4 separate regions of the Sus scrofa genome follow, and regions 1, 2 and 3 are each linked to region 4. Evidence: chromatin contacts called from public targeted proximity ligation data. All regions are on one chromosome and are shown on one strand. The core of a region is the stretch at or near the end of the contact, and the rest is flanking DNA. Distances in the headings are between cores, read along the strand shown.

Region 1 (2,700 bases), core at 73-2,572, 650 kb after region 4:
TGCCCCAGGTCCGTGGCACAGCAGGGACTAGAACCCGGATCCCTGGGCTCTGGTGCATTTCTCTTTCCAACAGCCTGTGCTGCCTCCCAGTGGACAGAGCATCTGCAAGGAGGAGAGATGTTAATACCTGATTCTTGTCTAGAAAAAGAATTGTTTGGTGAGTGTTAGCATTTCTTTGGCCTTCCCATTGCCTCAGTTTGTTAAGTGTCAATATCTTACCTCTCTGAGCAAGGCTGAAAAACCCCGTTACCACCTCCCTCCCACCCCCAAATTAGTAGTAGTATTTATAAACCCTTGAAAGCATCCCTTAAAGGTCTAAGAACAGATTCTAAATTAGCTTTCTATTGGGAGAATAATCCCCACGTTGGAGGGACTCAAGAGATAGATGATCAACGCCAGCCCCTAACCTCCTCTGGGGGATGCTGACGTTCACTTGAATCTTGTCCAAGATGACCAGCTCCTCCAGTGCTCACGTTCTCCCTTTTTTCTCTGTTTAACCTTGTACAACTCCAGGGGCAATTTTGGTGCTCTGATGATTTGGAAAAATAAGTGAAAGGTAAGTTCTATCTTCCTTAAAAAAATTACGTCCAAGTGAGTGATGGCTGTGCTCTATTCCTCAGTAATATTTCGATGCTCTTCCTGAAGAATAGTAGAGCTGCCAAAATCAGTAGGGTTTTTACCAAGCTCTGCTTCAGTAATCCTATCACTTGCCTGAAGAATTCATTATACTGAAATAAACACATTAGGAACTCCGTGGTCTTTTCCATCTCTAATATTTATGAAGTACTGAGGCTCCCAGCCAGCAATAGGGAAGCAGGTAATTCCCAGCAATCAGTTAAATAGACGTGGGTTGATTTGGATTGCAAAGTATAGGTGCTTGATTAGCCTCATATCTGGCCATGCATTGTTCTTCAGTCATTCAAGAGCTACCTAATTATGAATATTGAAGTACAAATGTTCCAGCCTTTCACATAAGGCGCTTACCTTTTAATTGGCCATCAGCTTTGTTTTTAGCTTAGATGTATCTCCACTGGGATGCAAATGAAATGGGGAGATAATCATCCAGGAAGCAGAGAAAAGGGTAAAATGATCACGGATGATTAAGTGGCCATAGGGAAATGTTAGGGTTAGGCTAAAGGGAGAGAAACAAAAGAAGGAAACTCACAGGAAACCAGCTCCCTTCACTGCCGCACTGCCAGGCACACCTCTTTTCAAAGCACCTTTTAATTTCCCTCTGCAGCGTTCAGGTGGGGACATCTGGACACGCTCAAGCTGACATCTACCAGCTTGATCACAAACTTGACTCCTCCCTGCCCCTGAACTCTGAGCCAAGCAGAGGGCGGGGTCTTGGATCCTCACCACACAAACTTGGCAGGAAAAAAAAAGACCGTTAAGTGAAGGCTAATTGGAAGCTGCCCCAAACTACACTCCGTTGGAGCTATTTACAATATCTTTCAAGCAGCGGCTTACTAGATTATTCAGTTAAGGGGCTGAGGGTGGGTGGGGGGAGTCCTCAAGGGGATGAAATTGACCTGAAGGACCAGCTGGTTTGGACAGGGCAGTGGATGCTTTTGGAAACTCTTGAAATAGTAGCTCCCACCTGATCTTAATCCTCCGGTACACAGCCTTAGACACTCCCCTTTACAGCCAGAGTGGGACACCTTTTGGGTCATGTGTCTCATTATATTCTCATGAAAGCTATGGCCCTCTCCCCAGAAAAGGAACTTAGATACACACATTTTTGTTTCCCTGTGTAATTTCAGGAAGCTAAGGAACCTCTGAAAGACCATCCATGGATCTTCTAATTTTGTTGGGTTTAAAAAAATCCTGCTTCAGATACAGAGATTGGGCCAGGAAGTTTTCTAGATGCTAGAGAAATAATAGTGTGGGTACCCAGCATGTCTCAGGGAGAGCTCCACCGAACTGTGGCGTTTTGCAGTATTTTGTCGGCATCCTCCCCCTCCTACTCCAGGGTGATTATAGTAAGTTTTGTTTGTGTGATTTTATAGTTTAGAGGGCACTTTGTAAACATCCCATTGAGCGCTCCAAGTGATCCCACAATCCTCTGAGGTTAGCGGGTTTTGTTTTCCCCATCACTGCTTTGTCTGTTACAAGTTCCACTTCTCTCTGAGGCTCCATCCCACCTAAGCGCCTAAGCATGTGTGCTTTGTTGATGGACGGAAAGATGGGGTGTGGGGAGTGGGCGGGGTGGGGGGAGGGGCATGTACTCTGTGAGCACTACCTGGAGAAGTGGAGGCGGGACAGCTGACTTTCTCAGAGAAGAAGTGCCTTCTCTGCATCAACCTCTGGTACTCAGATGAGGACAACTCTTTATTCCTTGTCCTTGGCCAGATGTCTGATTTTATTGATGTTGACTTTGTGATAACTGTTGCAGAGACATGGAGGAAGTTTACTTTAGTTTCATAGATAAGGCAGACCCATTAAATACATATTGTAAAGATCTAGGCAGACTTGTATAGAAAAATGTAGACTACCTTAGAAAAACCTTTGGATTCAAGGCCTTCAAAAACACTCATTTGTATGTAAATACCTAAGAAGCAGGTCTTCAGTTTAGAGGCTGTATTTTGTTTATGTAATTCTAGCTAATCCTAATAATTGTCTCCAGGCAAACATGACAACATTTTTATATCTTTAAAAATAATCTTGGAGTTCAGTTGTGGGCCAGTGGATTAAGAACCT
Region 2 (2,891 bases), core at 336-2,835, 540 kb after region 4:
ACGGAACACCAGGTTTGGGATTGTTAATCAAATATAATCTCCCTTGAAGAGTAAACTACCGTGGATTGTGATAAGGTGATCATCAGAACGTAAAATAAAAGAAGGTATAGCCCTCTGGCAAAATTAAAGAAATGTTGATAAAACCATGGGGAGAAAGCCATTCTGCTTGTGTACTTCCCTGACCTGAACCTTTTGGGTCTACCTGTGATTCACTTGTGTCCTGGTGAACATGTCATTAGCCTAACGTAAGATCCATGCCACAGCATACAAACAAGAAACCTCACTTAATTTAGCTAGAAGACTCTGTATTTTTGGGTGATTTATTGGGAGATTTATGGGGGCCTTTATATCTGTTTTTATCATTTCATAATCAAACTAATTGCTGTTGATCTTTCAGGAGGTGCTGGGGGTGAACATAAAGCAAGCATCCAGAAGGAGTAAACAGTGTGGGCAGTTGGAGAAAGTGAGTGAAGCAGAGAGACTTCTTGCAAAATAACAGTGGACTTTTTCAATGGTTATTCAGTATTGTGGGCTCTTCTTAAATGGAGTTTAGTGGAGATTAATTTAGTGGGGATTTACCGGCTCTTAAAGGAAAAGAGGAATAATTTCAAAAACGTGTGTTGTATTCTAGGACCCTCCCTGCTGCTGAGTTAAGGTTTCAAGTCTGTCCTTCAGGAGAACAGGCAGCCGAAGAAGGGTTTAGGTCCCCACTGAAAGATAAAGTGAACCCAGGCACAGATGGCTGAAGTCCACATAGAGAGTCGGCCTATTTTTAATCGGGCAGCTAGGAACTGAGGAGTCTATGACTCTGCTTCTATTTGTGGAAATAAACAGTATCAGAGAAAGGGTTTATGAAATTTTGCTGCCCCGCTCCTATTACATCCTGACATTAAAGGGGCTACCTGGTGTGTTCGGTCCCCAGTTCGGTAATTCCCTATTCAGTGATTACCTTCCCAAACCCTGAGACTTGCTCTCCCCAAGCCTCAGCTATGGCAAAGGGCTCAAATGCAGAGTCCATGTGAGGAATAGGTGAGATGATGCGTATGGCAACCCTTTGTCAAAACCACAAAGCAGAAGAAAACATCAGAGAGGATGAAGAGGAAGAGAATCTTTATAATCGGTCTCCAGAAAAGTCGCTCTTTCCTGCAACCTCTTGGCCCTCCAGCTGGGGGTTGTACAGAACCACTCCTGAAAGTCATTTGATCTGCCTTCAAGATTGAGCTGGTCACGGTTGGAGCTGTGGCATTTACCAAGCTGAGGATTAAGCTGCCCCATTATGTCAGGGCCCAGAGGGGACATATTTATTCCTTTGTTTGGCTCATGGTGATGATGGGTCTGCCTCCTCTGAGGGAGGGTCAGCCTTCTCTGGAGGTGAGCTAATGGGCTGCCTGGCGACAAAGCGTGTTGGCGGGGGCCTCAGCAAGATGCTGTAGAATCTAAGCTGTGTCCACTCCCAGGAGGAGAAACAGTTGAGACCCTGACCTACTGGGAAAGCTTCCAGCAAAGCTAATGGCATCGGATCCCTGCGCTTCTCCTGCTGTTTCTATTGCAGTTGCAGTCTCCTGGCAGTTCCAACAACCCTGCCTTGTGAAAAATAGCTCCCCAGTCCCACTCACGAGGGAGACTCTGACTCAGAACTACAATGTCAGGCTGCGGTGAGAGTACCTAAGAAAACATTTTAGTTCCATGTTATCCAGGCACATGCATATAGACCCCGCATAGAAATTAATACGTGCCAGTGCACAAGCTGCTGATGCTTGTTCTCAACTTGTAAATTAAGGAAACTGCCCCTAAAGTCCTTGAGGAAAGGCCTGTTGTAAATACAGAGACTTTTCTTTTATTATTGCATCACTGCAAACAGCGTTATCACCTTTTTCTCTTCAATACGTATAACTGCACAAGCAGAATAAGGCTATTTGCCAGGCTGGATGCTACTGTGGATGACAGACTAGGGCAGGAAGCTGGGTTGGATGCAGACTGACAGTTTCGTAAATCTGATTTCTAATTTTATGTATTTATTTCTTTTAAAGAAGAGAGGGAGAGAGGGAATACTCAGAGCCATGAAATCATTAAAACCAATTCCCTTTCCCTCCCTGGCCCTCCCTTTCCCTGAGTATGTGTGTGAAACAATCTTTGCAGCTACAGAGCCATCCGATGGTATTGATCCAGGTGTGGAAATTGGTATTGACTGCTGCTGCTGCTCCGTGCACTTCCCCAGCTTTTAAAGATACAGCGTAGAGGTGATTTCACTTTGTACATGACATAGCTCTGGAGACATTGGCTGAAACAAACTAAATCATACAAATTAAAAACCAGGTTTCCTATCTTGCTCCCCAGCTTCAACCAAAGTGAACCCAAAGAACTTCCAAACAGATGGTGGTAAAAAAATGAAAGCTCAATGCCCCTTTCTAAGGTGAGAAAAGGACAACTGGTGTGCACTTTATTTTCATCCTGGTCATCGATAAATGTCTCTTTTTGGTCTTTTATGCATTTTTTTTAATTAAAGTATAGTCAATTTACAATGTTGTGCCCCAATGTTGTTATAATCCTTAGAAGATCTAGAAGCTTAATGGAAAGTGTGGTCCACTAGTCAGAGTTACTGTATTAGTTTCCTATCACTGCCTGAAAGCTTGGTAGCACAAGCACAAAAACAACACAAATCTTTTACCTTACAGCCCTATAGGTCAGAAGTCCCAAAGGGCCCCACTGGACTAAAATTAAGTGTTTGCAGCCTTTGTCCCTTTCTGGAGACTCTAGAGGAAAATCCCATTTCCTGCTCATTTGGGTTGTGGACGGAAGTTGGTTCTTTGTGGTTGTAGGACTGAGGTCCCAGCTTTGAGAGGCCACTCACATTCCTTGTCTCAGGGCCTCTTTCTCCATCTTCATAGTCA
Region 3 (2,700 bases), core at 129-2,628, 840 kb after region 4:
CCGGCATTGCCGTGAGCTGTGTGTGGTCTAGGTTGCAGATTAAGTAAATATAGTGGGGTGGCCTATGTTTATTCTTCAAAAGTAGTAAAAAATTATTTCCTTACTTCTGTGGGCATTTTCTGGGTGAGAACTGAATACTGTTTAACACACTCTCTGTGCCTAATAATTTATTAATATTAGTTGTATTGTTAATTATAGTAAATAGCAGATTGTGAGGAAATTATGCCATTAACCTTCTAGCGAGTGTGTTGGAGAGATGGATCTTCTTCATTTTTCCTGCAGCCCTTCCTCGTGGGAGCTTTTTTAAAAATAGGAAAGCTTAGTAAAGTAAAAATGTCTCTGTACCTACATGAAGTTACCAAACTGACTGTTCACGAGTTGATTCTGTTGCTTGTTTTGTTTCTGGTTTGGTGGTAGTACACAACCAGCGGATCTGTTAGCTTCCCAGTAATTAGCTACCATAACCCTACTCAGCCCCACCTCCAAAAAAAACTACCGGAACCAGCCATTGTTTCACCCTGAGGTTATTAGATAAAGAAGGCTTCTAGAGACTTTCATTAGCAAGAAAGGAAGGAAATTGTTTTCTTCATTAAATGGAATTGGTAAAACACTTTTTCAACAGATCACATTGGGAGCGAAGGTATTTAAGAGCTGGCATATTCTAATAGATAAAACCATGGTATCAGAAACCTGAACTTTATTCCAAGTGCTATTAAAAAAAAAATAACTCTTGTAGCTATGCAGAGTTCTTCAGTTTTTGTAAATTACGCTGCCAGGGCATTGTCGGTGCTCAGTCTCTAAGGCTGAACTGGGTTGGGTAAAGTCCATTTACAGCTAAGAGGGTCCTGAAATCCCAGTCACATTCGTTGCTGAAATTGGCAGCCACATCCAGCTTGAAGGAGTAAGAGAAAAGTGCGGGAAGGAAGCTTAAATCTCCGATTAAATTAAACTCAAGCATGATTTTCTAAGAGAGCATTTTTTGGGTCAGGTGCTCCCAGAGGTGCCTTTGTCCCGGACTTAGAATGTCTCCTTTCAGAAAGCGACAACTCTCTGGGGGCAGCTGGAGGGGGCGCTCTCGAAGGCGACTGTCTTTAGGACAGTATGCAGTATCGTCTCCTCTGCCACGGGAACCTTCAGCCTGTGAGGGTCCTAGTTAATTAACAATTGTCACCCCTACTCTTTCATCCTGTCATCGGGAGCACCTGACAGAATGGGAGCAGCGTGGCCCCTGAAAGTGCCGAGCTTGGGGGGACTGAAGAGGAGGCGTGGGTGGCTCAGGTCCTGGAAAGATCTGGATCATTGCATTCGGCCTGTCCAAAATGGACTTGGACCACTTCTCTGCTGTCTGTTGCGTTCCTGAGCAGCTGTTGAGCAGCTGCCTTGAGCCACCTCAGCAGTGGGTGAAAAGACTTCACTGTCTGTTTATGGCAGAGCAGAAAGGGGCCCGGGATCAAATGCCCTGAATAAACATCAGATATTGTGAGTATTTTGATTCACCGTAATGAAGCACATTATTATTAGCCGAGCACTGTGGCTTCCCGGCAGAGAGCCAGTACCCTTGACAATACCTCCTTCTCATCCAGCCCCTCCTCCCTTTGAGCCCCCTCCAAGTGGGGAAGCTGCACCCCAGCGGGGGGGGGTGTGTGTGGCATTTCCCCAGAAAGCCTGTTGGGATGCCTGCCTCCACTACCCACCCCGTGGCCCCGTAGAATTCTAGCCAACCCGCTGCCAGGTTTTATTTCCCTCTCTTTGTTGTACAGCTTGTGGGGGGTGGGGCACAGTTGAGGTTGGGGAGGGAAGATACTTAGAAGATCGTATGTTTCTGTAGCAATTTTCTTAGTGAGAGCAAAATGCTACGTGGACCCGATCTTCTGTGGATTTTGTCTTCAGCTCATCTCTGCAGAGTAGAAGCAGGGTATCTATGACCCCTTTTCATATTTAACACAAGGGAAACTGGGAAACTGAAGTCGGGGGGAAGTTTGCCCACCAATTGTGAGAATATGCTGGGTTTCTAAGTTACCTAAACTTTGAAGCAGTGCTAATGACACACTTTATATGACCAGACACACATGGTAACTTGTATATGGTCCTTGCCACTCCCTTTGAGGTACTGCTGTCCCCATTTCACGAATAGGGAAGACGAGAGGCAGGGATCTTAGGGAACTAACCAAGCCCCGCTGTGATGTGAGTTCCAGAAGCAAGATCTGAACAGAGACAGTCTGTGCCCTTAGCCCGCTGCTCTGTTCATGTGATTTACTCCATCTGCAGGTCACTGCACAGGAGCTTGGGGCAGCTAGCCTTGCTAAAGGGTTAGGAATGATTAAATCCACTCACGGACAAATGAAATGAAGTACTGAGTAGTGAAAGGATTTGCCCACATACCCACAGAGGCAGGGTCAAAAACCAGGCCTCCCAGCCCCAGTGTAGACACAGCCCAGTGGATGTGTCTGCCTATGTATCTTTGGCCAACCAACTGGAAGGATGTCTTGGAGAAATGACTAGTAAATGTGTTAATATTATTGCATTATTGACATCTGTGAGGAGATGCATGTGGTTAAAAACAATGGCAATGCGGAGTTATCATTAATAAGTGTGTTTAGGCTAGGTTGGACCCTTTGAGTCATTAGTTCTTCAGCTCAAAGCATTAACTTGCCTTTTTATTGCAAATATTACACAGTTTTACAACATTACTGTGAGTGG
Region 4 (2,804 bases), core at 270-2,769:
ACAGAAGTGACCTTGCATGACTCCCAAGGGTAAGTTCTGAGAAGCGTTGTAGCTTTTTCCTCAGCCTGAGGGAAGCCTGAGGGAAGCCTAATATCATGTGAGATGTCTAAGACCATCCGAGACTACTGTGCTATGAAAAATGCAAAGTTGCCATATGAAGATGACATGTGGAGAGACACAGATGCCTTGGTAGCCTCTATCAGTGCCAGACATCCCATCAGAGGCACCACACATCAAAATAAAGGAACATTCTGGATGTCCAGCCCAGCTGAACCTACAGATGATTCCAGCTCCAGCTGCCACTAACATCAACAACACGAGAGACCCCAAAGGAGAGCCACCCAGCTGAATCCAGTCAAACCACACAACCATGAGTTATAATTATAAAGTGTTTTTTAAACCATTAAAATTTGGGGAAGTTTATTTTATCCCAACAGGTATTCAGAGTGGGAACTTATCAGGTATTCTCTTCCTTCCCCACTAGCAGCATGTTGTAATATCCTTTGGTTTCTATTCTATACATTTAAAATTTTTTAATAATTTATGTGATTAATTTGTCACCATTACCTTGATTGAAAGTTTTTGAGAGGTTTGTCTTATTTGAGATGAACCCCCAGCTTAGCACCCAGGGCATGTAAAGACTTCAACAACAGTTTATTGATTGATTGAGAAGTTCCTTCAGGTCAGAGGCTGTGTTATGCCAAACATTATATTTCCTGAAAACACAGAACTTTATTGTATTCCTTCAAGGATATTTGCTGGTAAAACTCATGCCCATCAGCCTACTCTAACATACTCTCACAAATGATGGGTCCCTTTTATGATCTGTTTTCCACCAGTCCACTCCTTGATCTGTCCACATGACCTTGGCTTTAGCATCACTGGGTTGTACTCCCTAATCTGTGTTTTTAATCATGATTTTCCTTCTGCTTGAAGTGTTCCCCTACTCACCGCCCCCCATCACATATTCCACTTTGTGAAAACCTATTCAATTCTGCAAAATCTAGCTAAAAGATTGCCTTCTCTTTAAACTTCTCCTGCCTTCTTGAAGTGCAATAATAATCCCTTTTCTTGAGGTCGTGGGACCTCTTTAGTCCTCACCCCCATGACATTCTGCTTACTGCTTCCTGATTCCTGGTCTCCATTGGACAGTGAGCTTTTCAAGGACTGAGGCAGTAGCTTATTTAACTTGAACTCCCCAGCACAGTAAATGGCACAGAGCAGGTGGTCAATAAATGACTGTTGGATGAATGAACACATTTTACAAGGAGAAAACGACCGTGTGAGAGATAAGAAATAAACATGGTGTTGAGTGTTTTGTCACCACAAAATGCTATTAATATACAATTGGCACCCAGCTCCCTGGCTTCTCCTGACTATCTCAAGCCTTTCATCTTTCACCACAAAGCCAACAGCCATTCTTTAATCAATGCGGTTGCCTTTCTCTGAACCCTCTCTAGTTTGTACTTTTTTTTTGTCCTGAGATGCCTGAAGCCTCTTCATATTCAGCCCAAAATAGCACTGACCTTTCAGCTGCTATATCACCTGGCAGCTCATATCTAATTTCCTTTTGCAAAAGCCTCTCTCACTTGCTTTTAGCATTTTGCTTTCCAGGTTTCTCGCTGCTTGCGGTGTGCCGATTGTGTTTTTCCCTCAGAGAATCTGGTTTCCATTTTTTTTTTTTTTTTTTTTTCCTGGTTTGAACTCTCCCTGGTTATTTCTTTCTTTTCCCCCAGGCATTCAGTGGTACACAAAGGAGGAGGATTGGGGAGATGCAGGAGGCTGTGTTGTGGTGATTTCCTAAGACCTGGAAGATAGCACTACCCCAGTTTGTTCTGCACCCCCACCCCCACCCCAACAGATTGCTGTCAATAGCGATCCTCTCATCTTTCCCATGAATTCAGAGGGAATGTTTCATTGATTTGGAATTTTTTTTTTCATCTCTCTCTTTTTTTTGGGGGGGGGGTTTATTTTTTCTTTTCTTTTCTTTCTTTCTTCACTTTAAAAACTTTTTTTTTTTTTTTTTTGAATGACATTCATGCCAGGTCAAATGCTAAGGAATCCAGGTGCTCAGAAAATTCTTCTCAGGAATTCTTAGGTGCCGTCTTTCTTAAGAGCAAGCCTCAGATTCCAGCTGGCATCATTCCCTACAAAATGGCTTCGCGTAGAGAACCAGAAAGACATCTCTATCTCCATACCTCCTGTGAACTGAAAAGGGACTTTCATAACAGGGAACACTTCACGAGCCCCAGGAAGTGACACCGCGTTCAGATGCAAACAAAGAAATTACAAAAGTAAACAACATGCCTACCTAGAAAAGTCGCTAAAATGTACAAATGCAGGATTTCTAGAATATGCCCCAAGTTTTTATGCCTTTATACTCATATCCATACTGTTTCTTCAGCTTAGAATAATCTGGTTTACCTTCTCACTTTATTTCAATAAACTTGTCCTGCAAAGCACCATGCAGCTGCCATTTCCTCCTTGAAAAGTCACCTCATCACCCACAGGTAGGCACTCTCTCCTCCAAGTTCCTGCTGTTTTTTGTTTATACCAGTTTTCTCACTTATAAAACAATTAGGCTTATATTTGAGTTCCTTATAGAGCACTATTTCTCCCTCAAAACTGCAAACTCCTTAGGGATAGGAAAGCTGGCTTATTTTTCCTGTGACTTTAACTAAGAAAAGCATAAAACTTTTGAAATCATGTCCTAGAATTGTTCATAGAATTTTGCTTTCATGGTGAAAACAGGCACACAGAGTTCAATCCAACTATGATTCTCTGAGGGGGGGCATCTTCCTGGA

Evidence for each region.
Region 1: a contact with region 4 is called in a targeted proximity ligation map of skeletal muscle, with 2.5 times the contacts expected there. A contact is called at or near these places in 2 of 47 Hi-C or Micro-C datasets (embryonic fibroblasts and heart right ventricle) and 1 of 2 datasets of targeted methods (skeletal muscle).
Region 2: a contact with region 4 is called in a targeted proximity ligation map of skeletal muscle. A contact is called at or near these places in 1 of 47 Hi-C or Micro-C datasets (embryonic fibroblasts) and 1 of 2 datasets of targeted methods (skeletal muscle).
Region 3: a targeted proximity ligation map of skeletal muscle shows a contact between it and region 4, with 8 times the contacts expected there. A contact is called at or near these places in 2 of 47 Hi-C or Micro-C datasets (embryonic fibroblasts and subcutaneous adipose tissue) and 1 of 2 datasets of targeted methods (skeletal muscle).

What each region holds. Positions count from the first base shown.
Region 1 is chr4:86,111,528-86,114,227 of Sscrofa11.1, reverse strand. All of the region lies in intron 2 of PBX1 (pre-B-cell leukemia transcription factor 1), which reads left to right. Among named protein-coding and RNA genes, the nearest start is that of PBX1, 57 kb to the left of the region's middle.
Region 2 is chr4:86,220,040-86,222,930 of Sscrofa11.1, reverse strand. No RefSeq gene overlaps it. Among named protein-coding and RNA genes, the nearest start is that of PBX1, 51 kb to the right of the region's middle.
Region 3 is chr4:85,917,364-85,920,063 of Sscrofa11.1, reverse strand. All of the region lies in intron 3 of PBX1 (pre-B-cell leukemia transcription factor 1), which reads left to right. Among named protein-coding and RNA genes, the nearest start is that of PBX1, 250 kb to the left of the region's middle.
Region 4 is chr4:86,761,241-86,764,044 of Sscrofa11.1, reverse strand. No RefSeq gene overlaps it. Among named protein-coding and RNA genes, the nearest start is that of NUF2, 430 kb to the left of the region's middle.